3 separate regions of the Mus musculus genome follow, and all the other regions are linked to region 3. A link is a contact called in public HiCAR-type and promoter capture Hi-C data. All regions are on one chromosome and are shown on one strand. The core of a region is the stretch at or near the end of the contact, and the rest is flanking DNA. Distances in the headings are between cores, read along the strand shown.

What was found. Promoter capture Hi-C pulls out the DNA fragments that hold promoters and counts their contacts. HiCAR-type assays count read pairs that join an accessible place to other places.
Region 1: a HiCAR-type map of astrocytes shows a contact between it and region 3, with 5 times the contacts expected there. The contact joins the promoter of Tfap2b here to the promoter of Mcm3 in region 3. A contact is called at or near these places in 5 of 39 promoter capture datasets (cranial neural crest, embryonic stem cells, hippocampal neurons and 2 more) and 1 of 115 datasets of contacts at active chromatin or transcription factors (astrocytes).
Region 2: a promoter capture Hi-C map of hippocampal neurons shows a contact between it and region 3, with 5 times the contacts expected there. The contact joins the enhancer-like site here to the promoter of Mcm3 in region 3. A contact is called at or near these places in 7 of 39 promoter capture datasets (the 3T3-L1 cell line, the C10 cell line, cranial neural crest and 3 more), 1 of 484 Hi-C or Micro-C datasets (cerebral cortex) and 1 of 115 datasets of contacts at active chromatin or transcription factors (astrocytes).

Annotation. Positions count from the first base shown.
Region 1 is chr1:19,206,757-19,210,965 of GRCm38.p6, reverse strand. It overlaps Tfap2b (transcription factor AP-2 beta), which reads right to left and starts at 2,052. Exons shown (of 7, transcript NM_009334.3): 1 at 1,718-2,052. The coding sequence starts at 1,798.
Region 2 is chr1:22,263,881-22,268,009 of GRCm38.p6, reverse strand. No RefSeq gene overlaps it. Among named protein-coding and RNA genes, the nearest start is that of Kcnq5, 300 kb to the right of the region's middle. Within about 2 kb of position 1,354, at least 23 of the 459 cell types and tissues checked have an H3K27ac peak or open chromatin away from gene starts, as enhancers often do. A contact at or near this core is called in hippocampal neurons, where this site is marked.
Region 3 is chr1:20,817,650-20,821,845 of GRCm38.p6, reverse strand. It overlaps Mcm3 (minichromosome maintenance complex component 3), which reads left to right and starts at 1,534. Exons shown (of 17, transcript NM_008563.3): 1 at 1,534-1,715; 2 at 3,941-4,053. The coding sequence starts at 1,638. It also overlaps the pseudogene Gm20587.

The DNA.
Region 1 (4,209 bases), core at 803-3,302, 1.6 Mb after region 3:
TTCCACTTAGCCCTTTATGTTATTCATAACCAAAGAACTAGCACCACACTGATTAGGATAATTCCTCTATGTATATACCCAGAGCTATTTCCACCGCGGCTCTAGCTCCGCCAGTGCTATGTTTACTATGGGCGACGTTCTCTTTAGGATAGTTCAACGCCCTGGAGTTGAACATAATCCCGCCTGTTAGGAATAAAAGGACGCTGAATCCCACCAGGCGGGGAGGCGCGGTTCCTCAGTACACTACCACAAAGAGGAAGGCGAAACCTGAGGTCACCCGAGAAAGAAGAACTCTCTCTCTCTCTCTCTCTCTCTCTCTCTCTCTCTCTCTCTCTCTCTCTCTCTCTCTCCCTCCTCTTTCCTGTCTCTCATTTTCTTCTTGACTTCCTTTTCTTCTACCTTTCTCACTTTCTCATTTACCTCTAAATGAGGTCGTAAGAATGGCAGATCTGGGGGACCCTGGCCACTGGCTCTAGCCGCTCTACCCAGAAAACCTGAGGAGTCGCGGCCACACACCGGACCCAGTTAAGAGCGGTAGGGACAGAGCTAGCGCCTGCCTCCGGACTCTTCTTAGCTGAGCAAGGCTAACACCGCGGTGCTGTCCCAACACCTACAAGGCTCACGGTTCAGATTTCTTTCAGAACCGGTTACTGAGTCTGGGTTGTCCACCTCTGCCCGGTGGCCCAGCCTCGTGCTGCTGTGCTGCTGCGGGTAGCTTTCCAACTTTTCTTCCCCCGCCTCTGCTTCCCTCTTCGCTAAACCCCTTTCGCTTTTTTTTTTTTTTTTTTTTTTTAATCCCGATCCTCAGATATCTTGGAGCTTCGGAGTCTGCCTTCCCTCTCTCGACGTCCCCTTGAGCCTTACTTTCCTTTCCTCTTGAGCTCAGCTCCCCAGCTCCCGGGTTGTGGCGCGGGATCCCTCATCTGTCCCCAGCCGGGCCGCTTCCCCTCGCCCGCCAGCTGGAAGGGCAGCCGGACAGCCTCGCTCGACGCGGACTCCGGAAGCTCTCGGTGGCGTCCGACAAGGCGGAGGGAAAAGCACGGGAGGGATGCGCTTGCCTGGGGACCGGTAGCGGGTAGCACGAAGTGTGGGCAGGCTTCGTTAAAAATGCCCACACGCTGGCGGCTGCCATCTCTGCTTGGAACCACTGACCCGCAAAGAATCAAAATACGACAAAACAAAAATAACAAACCGCGCTCTCTCCCATACGGTACTGGATTTGTTCATACATCCCTCCTTTCCCCTCGCTCTCCCTAGATATCTACCCTCTACCTGCGTACGTTGGTTACCGATTTAAAAAAAAATATTAAAAGTTTAAAAAGCAAAAATTAAAGTCCCAGTCGGCGTGAGGCTTAAAAACCCGATTCTGTCCCGTACTCAAAATGAGGAGAGACTGTTTTTCCCTCACTGTTTGCCTGAATTCCTGGCTCCACGTTACCTACCAGAGTCTACAAGGGGAAGGAGAGAGCCGGAGAGAAAGAAAAACAAAAAGGAAAAGAAAATAGCTCCTAAATTAAACTTCTCACATTCCAACCTTAAAAGTTCCCTTTCTGGAGAGCAAAGTCTCCCAGAGCCAGCCTTAGAAAACTTAAAGAAACCTCAGAAACCCGATCAGAAATCTACGAGTAAATAGCTTAAAATATATCAGCTGGGGTGTCAAAGAAGCTCCAGTTTTCTATCTCCAAAGCTCTAAAATGCATCTGGGGTGTCCGCTCACCTCATAGATGTCTTCGTACTTGACATTCTCCACGAGTTTCCAGAGCATGATCGCAGCCTGGTCTCTAGGAGGTGAGTGCATTCATGTGAGGAGCAGATGTCTGGTTTCTCAGGACTCCGCTGTCTGTAATGATCCATCTATAATTGGAAATGGGGGATACACACCAAATCCGACGCTCCTCTCCCATCGCAACTTATATCTGTTGTCTCAAACAATAGGCTGGAGAAGTAAGCCTCAGCAGACAGAAAAACATTATTGCACACAGGACTTAGATACAACGCGCACGCATACACACACACACACACACACACACACACACACACACACACATGCGCGCGCGCGCGCGCACACACACACACACGCACATGCACACATATATATTATAAAAAATCATAAACATGAATTTACACGCAGATAGTCACATTAGTTACATAAACACCTCTGGGTCACAGAATCCACAGACTAACCGTGCATTTAAAGGGAATATAGTGGTTCAAAACGAGAAATATAAATAGATACATTAAAAATCTGTTTTGAAAATGGCGAATCAATGCAGCCACTAACTAAAGTGTTTTAATAATTGACAATGAGAAACCACGCACATCAGTCCCCAAATTTTCTACATAGTTTTTTTTTTTTTTCTTTTAGGAGAACCATTACTGAGATTTTAAAGACAGTTTTCCTATTCTTGTATATTTAGGGGAGCATTAAAAAAACACCACTAGATTTTTGACTTTGAGTTATATTTCTCTATTGATGCAACCTTATAAAAGTATCATTGTGGAACAAGAATAACACCACTATTTACCACAATGGTTTCTGATATTTTGCTCATTGTGTCTAACACATTTGGAAACTTGAATATCTTGTGGACCCTACAATCTATATTGCTTGTTGCTTTAGGGATTGTTCTATATTTTTAGTGGTTCCTTGGTGTCTTTCTGTTTGCCTGGAGTCTCCATTTTATTAAGTTTTTTCTCTTCCTTTACATGTTGGAAACAACAAAGCACACAATGTTAATCTTGAGACCTTTAACAGGGGTATAGAACATTTTGTATTTGGGTTTATTGCCTGTAATTTGTGATTTTAATCTGATAGACTTGAGACAAGAACACCCAAATCTTTGAGAAGGTTTAAGCTTTGTACTGTTTAAGGAAACAGTGGGAAATGTTTTAAGATGTACAAGAGCAAATATTGTTTGGCCATTTTGCATTGGGGTAGATTTTCTTTTGAATATGTGCTTTTTGAAGTTTAGTTTTTTAAAAAATATTTTCAAAGCATAAATAACAACAAGTACAAAGTTTAACCACTAACCTACCCTCAAGTGGGCACCCTGTAAGGCACAGGATTTTCTTTTTTTTAATTTCATGAGGAATTCTATATTCACTAGCTCCCTCTCCTCCCCATCTTTCCACCCTTTCTGGGTTCTCGGAGGGTTCCCTGGAGTCAGTAGGGAGGCACTGAAGAAGATCTTGGCCCCTGGGGCAGAAAATAAATGACAGGAGGGAATGAGGAGGGTTGGGGTAATTTGGGGTGGAAGTTATTAAACCTGATGAGGGTGAATCTGTAAAGGGAGATTGTCTTTAAACTCCAGTGCATTCTAGAGCTCCGGCAGGGTCGGAGGCTCCGTGAGTAGGAGAAGGCTTCAGATAGACTAGGAGGAAGACAGCGGTTCCTAACAGCCAAGCTGAGGACTCCTACCTCGCAATGAACAGTCCTGTAGATCTATTATTGTTACTGTTATTATTATTAATTTACTGTAAGTCAAATGAAGGAAATGCAGGGTGCTTCAGGCAGAACTTGAGAAACACATCTTTTTCTCTATTCCCTGTTGGATTTCTTTTCTTCCTTTTCTTTTCCTCCTTCTTCTAACCCCTCCTTCCCTTCTCCCTCCCTCCCTCCCTTCTTTCCTTCTTTCTCTTTAGATCTTCTCCTTCTAGTCTTTCCTTCCTTCCCCCTTCCTTCTTCTTTCCTTCCCCTCTTCCCTCTACTAAAAAGAAAATATTCTTAAACTACACAGAACAAGGCTAGTCTTCCAGCGTCAGCAGATATGTCTCCCTTTCGCCACCAGAGATGGTTGGGAGACAGGAAATCGTTCCTCTTAATGTCGTTGTGTGGAAGGACTTAAAGTGGATTCCACACTCTTTCACTAAGTCATCCTCTACTTGATAATTTGAAAGATAGACGTTATAGATTTGGAAATTAAAATTCCCCAGGCACAAACTTATTAACAAGATAATTTACATCCCTCTTTTTTAAATCTTTAACTGCTAGGTTTTAATTGTCTAAAGATAACCTTAACCCAAACCAAACAGCATCTGGAAAAAGCTTTCATTATTCTCTAAGTTCGTGTATTCATGTTTTAAAATCACGTTGGAGCATAGCATTGGTTAATCTGAGATAAACTTTAACATTTACTAAAACCGAATCAAACTGATGATATAATTTTACTCATAAAACTATTTAAATAGGTAATATAGTGTGCCACCATG
Region 2 (4,129 bases), core at 105-2,604, 1.4 Mb before region 3:
CGTTTTAACAGCCACTGCAACAATTTATACTTTTTACAATAACAACAAAACGTTCAAGTTGGGTTTTTCTTTTTTAAAAATGTATTATTCATTTTAACATTACCTATATACATGCATGTCTGTGTTTGGTGACATGCACGTGAGTGCCCAAGAGGCCAGAAGAGGGCATGAGATACACCGGAGTTGGAATGACAAGTGATCATGAGCCATCTGATGTGGCACTTAAAGGTCCTCTATAAGACGCTAGTATCTCTCAACTCCTAAATTAATCTTTTTGTGACGGGTATAAACAACTGGTTGTGAAATCTCACTATTTTCTGATATTGAACAGAAAACACAGACAATAATACTGACTACCTTGCATGTCTCAAAGGAATACATGAAGCATTCTTGATTATACAAAACGGTATAAGAACGGGACCTGTGTTTCCCACTCTCATCCTAACAGCCCACAGAGGAACAGTATAGATGCAGACACAGAGCCAGAGCCCTTCCTTCCTCAAAGGCTGGTCTTCTAACCCAACCACTAGGAGCAGTGTGACTTGAGAGCTTGTTGGAGATGTGGAACCTCAGATTCCATCCAAAACTGAATCAAAGGCGTCTTATAATGTCATCCCTGGGGAGGTATCTGGACACTAATCTTGGGAGAACTCTGCCCTAAGTGATTTTGTTGGAACGTTTTAATTTTTGTACAGGGACTCTTCTTGTCTTCTCTGATATTGAGGGCTCTTTAGGGACTCCCTCCAAGATCATCAATTGAGGCAAGGAAAGAAAAGAGTGACTCAGATGATCTGAATGAAACCTGCAGTAGCAGCATCTGACATGGACACTAGTCATGTTTAGCTCAGGTGACAGCAAAGTCAATGGAGGAACCTACAGAGTGGGCGATCTCAAGTCCAGCCTTCGAGTTTGGTCTTTCTAGAGGCAACTGTAAAGATTGACTGCAAGGGAGTGCCAGGGATATCACTTAAGAAATATATAATAGGAGTAAAGGAAATGGGGACGAACATTAGGAAGACATAAAAGGAAGGGAGAAAGCAAAAGAAAGGAAGGGGCGAAGTCAGCACTCGGCTACAGAGTCCTTTGATTTCCCTCACACCTCGTTTCTGGTTCCTTTCCAGAACGTGTGACTAACTATAACGTTCATCTCCATAAGGTCCGACCCAGTCCTGCTTTGAACTGCCCAGATGAAAGGCGCACCACAAATACAGAATGATGGCATCCAGGTTGGCGTTTGAGCAAGAAAGTATCTCAGTGTGGTCTCCTATTATTTAAAAGCTGAGAGTTCCTGACAGAGCTGCTGGGCTTCACACAGTCTCACTGTGGGTTGGTGAGCTTTCTGGCAGGGCCATGGTTGCCAAGGAAACTGCATCAGGAATGAACGACTGGGACTGTGGATTCTTGGTTGATTGGTGAAGCTTAAAGCCTAATACCGCATGCAAGACACACTTTTAGTGACCAGAGCAAAGGCAAATGATCGTTACAAGAAGGGATCGCGACTCTCTTCTCCCTCAGATCTCATCTGGTTGTCAGTTCCTAGTCCAGAAAGTTGTTGCCTTCTCTGGATCAATAAATGGGGCTTATAAACCATGAGCAAGAACACGTGAGCCCCACAAGGAACCGTTGCCTTCCTTAGTTGGTCACAGAAGTCTTTCTAGTCTTCCTGCAAGCAAATGTGAAAGTGCAGTGAGTAGGTGATACTCAGAAGTTTCCTGCCCTCTGCTTGCTTTGTTCATTAAGGACCAGAAGAAAGGCTGCCTTGCCATCTTTTCCACTAGGGGAATGTATGTGGAAGATTCAAGAATCTTACTTTTTGTTGTTGTTGTTGTTGTTGTTGTTGTGGTTCACTGCACATCTGTAAACTTGTCTTGACTGCTCCTGGATGGAGTTCTTCCTCTCTGCTCCCTGGGATGGCACCCACGACTTTTATTATCACATTCTATTGTTATTATTTGGGGAATGCCTATTATTTTTGTTCACGCCTATTGTTTTTGCTGGCCAAATAATTTTCTTGACATCAAGGATTATGTTTATTTTAGCTTTTGAAAGTGGCCAGCACAGTGCTGGACAAGGAGCGTTTTCAATAATTATTTGAGTAATCTGTTCTCTTGAGATAAAGGCTGAGGGAATGAGGAAGACATAGCCTGAACTACCTCTAGGAAAGGACATTGTAATCGTCTCCTTGAAGACCTTGCCTAGTTGCAAGTCATTTATATAGTTAATGCACCAAGCTTTAATGTTGCCTCTACCCCTAGAAGACAGGTGGTGCTATTCACACGGAGAAAAAAACTCAACCCAAGAAAGGATAAGCAGGTCCAGGAGATGTCCAGACTGAGCCAGTCAGATTTCCCCACATAACTCTGTCAGTGTGTCAGTGTTCTAGAGACGTGTGATAGATGTTGTAGAGTCTTGTATAGAGTATTCTCAGGATAAGAAGGACACAGACCTCTCATGGTGATTAAACCATCCTTGATGAGAGGAAATGAAGTTAGATTCCACATTGGTTGGAATACAGTGGGACCCAGTAGTGTGTGTGCAAAAGGATGCCAACAGAATAGAATAGACAAGATATGCTAGGGGTGAAACAAGTTCCAATGTTGACAAGCACTGGAGGAATTTTCAAGTGGTTTAAAAACTTTATCTCTAACTCAGGTGAATTATATGATTTTCAAAAAACAATGTGATAATTAGACAATATATGCAGATGTGCTTAGCAAAATTCCCAATGTACGATAAGTGCTTAGGGCACTGTTATCACTTTTATTACCAATACCATTACCATTAAATATGGATGCTATTGTTGTAAAAATGGTAGTTTGGAAATTCTGTTTGATTCCCTTAGGGGATGGAGATCTAGTCAAGAGCTTACCCATACTAAACAAGTGCTCTTCCACTGAGATATATATGCCCAGTTCTGAGGAGTGTTTTAAGGAGCTTTTTAATTTTTAAAAGATATTTGTAACAGGGTCTTGCTGTGTAGTTCAAATGGTTTTCTCTTGCTACAATCCTCTGGTCCCAACTTTACAAGGACTGGGATTACAAGTATGAGCCACAATGCCTGGAAATAGCTTTTCGAATTTAAGCGTCCCTTAAATATTACTTCAAAATCTTTGCTTCTTTCTAATATTAGTGAACACAAAAATGGCGCCACTTGAGGAAAGAGAGTGGATTTTTATTTAGTCAGTTGATATTGTTATTTTAGGCAGTCAGTTACCCATTGTGAGGTTTTCACAAATCATTTGGGTGAAATCTTCTCCATGTTTTTAAAAGAAGATAGTAAGAGAAGAACTGAATTTCCGTAAAAACTAATTTGCAAAGTAAAATGTATGATCTCCCCACATCTTGTTAGTTAGCTAAAATGTATAGAACCTGTATTATTTTTCCTCTATTGAATGTGGATTGACTAGAAATTCTCCTTCCTACTGCTCCACTATGTTGCTGGGGTATCTGGAATTCTTTCCATGGAACATATGTCTAAATAAAAGCTTGTTAAGGACCTGGCTTGCTCTTTCTTCGTGGCTTTCCTCATTCTGTAAATTCATTGTCACCTATTCATCTATGGCTTCCTAAGTAGATTTTCTTTAGCTGGAGAAATCACCCACAAGAAACTCAACATTCCAGGAATACACTTTGTTGATCCTCCCATAATCACTAGCTTCTAGAGGGCGTGGCCAGAACCCATCGGGAGCTAGTGAACCATGACCCCAATTGCCAGGATGTAAAATTTGCCACCAAGTCTTTACTTCCACTTCCCTTGAGCAGCTCAGCACAAGCATTATGGCCACCAACCAGAAATCAAATCTATTCCAGCTGAGAGACCAGATCCTGGGTTTAGACTCCATCTTAGAGAACCTGACCTAAGGATGAGCAGAGTTAACTAACAAGCCAGCATCTAGCACCAGTTCCCAGGCTACTCCCAAACAAGACCAGTTTCCCGGTTATTCTCTCTAACAAGCTTGCCCCTGGCACTTCACTTCCTAACAACCGCCAGTCAGGAGGAAAGTAGAAGTTAATTTTACGGTTTAGCTCCCAGCACCAGACAATTATGTTAAAGGGTAACAAAATTTTGTAATGGCCCCCTATTCAGAAGTGTGCCAGACTAGAAACCCCTTTGCTTGCTTGCCATTTT
Region 3 (4,196 bases), core at 285-2,784:
AAGGCCTTCTGCTGGGAGATCAGCTTGGAGCTCAGGGCTTGGAGCTCAGGGCTGTCACTGCACACTTCCCTAGCATCTTCCTCTCTTCTACTTTATCTTGCTTCTTTATAGTCACAGCTATCTCTTTGATTTTGGGTGGCTGTGCAGAAAGCTCAGATGATGATCTGAGGGCATAACCCTTCCTTCACACAGGACTTCACCTGCTTCAGAAACTCCTCAGCCAGCAGGATCACCACGGTGGTGCCATCACTAGTGTCAGTGTCTTCGGATCCGGCAATGTCCACTAAAGTCTTTGCTGCAGGATGTCCACCATCGAGGAGTTTCAGAAGTAGAAATTGTTGTTTTGCCTTGGCCATCCACAATAAGTTGCCATGAGGACCCAGGGTGGTCTTATAGCCCCAGCAATCACTTGGCAAACACAGACAATGTTACTCACGAGCTGTTACTCATGAGTTGAGGAATGCCTTGAGAGCTATCAGTCCCCTCTTTCAACAGGATAACATGGTGGGCATCATCTTGGAAGCGGCATCCGGTACCCATAACTCATCTGTTCTCCACTTCAGGGTCGCCCACTCCAAGTGTTTTCTTTGGGCTGGAGACAGAAAAAAAGGAAGTACTTTGTATACTTTGCAATGCCTTGATTTTGACTGTTTCTGCATGCTGCTTTCCAGGCAGCCTCTTAGCAATTATTTCACCTTGTAAATCAGCCTTGGCCCATTAGTGCCTAAGGCAGAAAGCCAACAGATAGCAAGCAAAGCAAGCATGTGAACAGCAGTGGAACCCTTAGATATACTAACTATGCTTTTTTTTTTTTTAACAATCTGATTTTCTGCTTATCTATCTCATGACCTTGTGAAAGTGGGGAGAAATACGAATTATATATCTCTGTGTCTTCAAGGTTACAGATCAAGATACAGCAAATCAAGGCTGTGTTAAAGGCAATAGCATGATTCCGTGAATAAAATTTGTCTTTACACCATTTCTAACTTGCTCTTGGAATACTAGTGATGGCTTACTGGAGAATTTTGAATTCAGATTCCTCATTTTGTATAGGAGGAAATGAAGGCTAGAAGACAAAGTGTGTTAGAATCAATAATATGGAGGCTAAAGAGATGGGTCAGTGGGTATCCTGTTCGTCTTTCAAAAATACAAGGTGGAGAAAGATTGAGGAAGACACCGGATATCAACCTTTGGCCTTCATTTGTACCTGTGCATATGGGGTGCAAACTTAGACCTCCCCCCTCAGTAAATCCTAACTTCCGATTTGACAAAACTTCCTACAGGCAAAGAAAAAAAAAAAAGAAAAGAAAAACAGGGGGTGAGGTGGGAAGGACCACAACTCCCAGAATGCAGTGCTTCCTAGCCTTCCTGTTGCTCAATTTCCAGGGGGTGGGTTTTGAGCGTCCTCTCTGTACCATTGGTCAGACTTCCTATTAGGGCGGAGAAAGTGACCATTTCTCTCCAATCCAGGCACGGAATGAAAGGCTATTGAAGTGGTTAGCCAATCATAACGCGTCTCTGCTCCATGCTTCCTCCACCATAAACTTCCGTGGCGGGAAAACTTGGGAAGTTTTGGCGCCAAGGCGGTGTCACGCGTTTCCGGACTGTTTGGTGGCCGGCGATTTCGGAGCTGCGACATGGCGGGCACAGTAGTGCTGGATGATGTGGAGCTGCGGGAAGCGCAGAGAGACTACTTGGACTTCCTGGATGACGAGGTGAGGCTCGGGCCGCGAGCCCGGTGCTGGGGTCCCGCGGGTGACCGGGCACGGCTGAGGGGGTTCCCGCGGGTGACCGGGCACGGCTGATGGGGTTCCCGCGGGTGACCGGGCACGGCTGATGTGGTCCCCGCGGGTGACTGGGCACGGTGCTGGGGTCCCGCGGGTGACCGGGCACGGCTGAGGGGGTTCCCGCGGGTGACCGGGCACGGTGCTGGGGACCCCGCGGAGGACCAGGGCCGCTGATAACTTCTTTTCTCTGCAACTTCCTGTTATCTTTTTTTCTCTCCTAAAGATGTACCTCCAGATTTTAAAAGTTACATTCTTTTCATGTATTAGTTTCGTTATGAAATTTCATAAACACATAATGTATTTTGGTCATATTTCTTTCTTATCACTCCCTCTTATAATTACTGCTACTGATCCCCATAGCCTACTTGACATGGTACCCAGGCCTTGTGCTTGCCGTCTTCCTCTGAGCAGCCTATTTTTCTTGAAACCTCTTACATTAGGATATGTTAACTATACATACGGGTTACATTATGAAACTTCATAAGCACATAATGTATTTTGATCATTTTCATTTTCTCATTATCTCCTCTTGTCATTTTCTTGCTCCTGTATATCTTCATGAGTTACTAGGGTTTTCTCCAAAGTAATTTAGTTTGTCTCTAAATTCATGTGTTCCCCCCAAACCCCACACAACTTGCAAGGAGACTGGTCAGGTGTAAACAGGCTCTTCTTTGGAAAAGCTAATGTAACTGGCTCAGAGCCCTCAGATTTAATGACTGGCCTGATGCTGGTGAGGGTAGGAGCGAGACTAACAATTTATGACAGCTCTCTTTTTAGTGAATCAAGTGTTTTGTATGCAGGTAAAATGGGTTTAAGTGTAATCCAAAATTTAAAGCTATAGGATGTTGATGAGCCCTGGAAGTTTGTTGATCAATGAAAAGCAATTTAAATTTGAATTTTAAGAGTATTTAAATTACATTTCAAATATACATCATGATTTTGAAATATGTCTACAGTCAGGTGTGCTAACATCCAGATTTTAAAGTTAAATTTTCATATTGCAAGTTTTTTTGTTTGTTTTTACTAAGTCTTTAAGACTTAGGCCATTCTAATTCCCAATTAAAATGTAAGCATATAGGAGAACTGTTAATGATCATGATAGTATGTGATAGGGCATGCTGGACAGGAGGAAAGGGTTGTCTGCAGCTGTCTACTTCCTGGGCACCGTTGAGACATATATCAACATGCTGGCATCCTCATGTGTAAGTGACATAGTGGCTAGTGTCATCTTTGCTGGTGTAGGCTTTAAGTAGCTCCCAAGTCCCTGCTTAGGACTTTTGAATACCTTTATGCTGACCTCCCATGGTATAAATAGAACCCTCCCCCACCCCCACGATCAGTAACCCCTTTATAAATTGAATGCTCAGTGGTCCTTAATGCTCTATTGATAGAGACAGCAGGTGTGTTCTCCTTGTCCAGAAAGGCATACACCTGTTTTATAATGTAGGAAAGAACATTTTTCCGCTGAAAGACAGAAGTACGTTACACCAGAGGGCAAGAACACAGAACTGACCACCCAGCCTTTATGTAATATGTCCTTAAGTACCCCCAAGTTCTTGATGCAGTTGTAGACCCCACTGCTGAGCTTGCCTGCCTTCTGACCTTCTAATATTACTGGAATCCCTTAGATTCAGGACAGGCTTACTCTCACTCGACGATACCCCTTTCTACCAGTGTTTACAGCTTGTCACTGTGTACCCATCTGCTTGCTTGTTCTTTTGGCTGTTGCTCTTGAAGGAATCTTACTCTGTAGCCTAGCTTTGGACTCAGAGGTGATCCTCCTGCCTCCGATGCCTGAGTGCTGGAATTGTAGTTTAGCTCCATGCTCTACCTGAATTCAATTTTTCCTCTTTGTATCTCCTAGGCAGCTTTAGAGATCCAAGCTTGCTATGAATAAAACCAAGACCCTGTAGAAAGGGGACCCTCAGTTTCTTAGGTGACATTGACTTTATGATTCTTAGAGTCTCTTAATAGATTGTAGGTGAGGTCTGAGGCCAGCGGGTGAAAGGGGGAGACTGAAAAACAGACTTTGCGTTCATCTGGGCCCAGAGGTTTTGTTTCCAGGGTTGCTTCTGGTCTGAAACACATTTGACTTGTGTCCTAATTTAATATGTCAAATCACTTGTTCAATATGTCTTATTGGCGCTTCGCAGGAGGACCAAGGCATTTACCAGAACAAGGTTCGGGAACTGATCAGTGACAATCAGTATCGGCTGATTGTCAGCGTGAATGACCTGCGCAGGAAGAATGAAAAGAGGGCTAACCGGTGAGCCGTGACAGGGTTTCCCGGGGGCCCGCTGCTTTGGAGGGAGAGAGGAAGGCATCCTGTTTAGATTGGGAAGACCTAGAGTGCATGGGCTTCACCTACATACAGGCTGTCGTTGTCGTCTCCCAGAGAAGAGGTGGTCT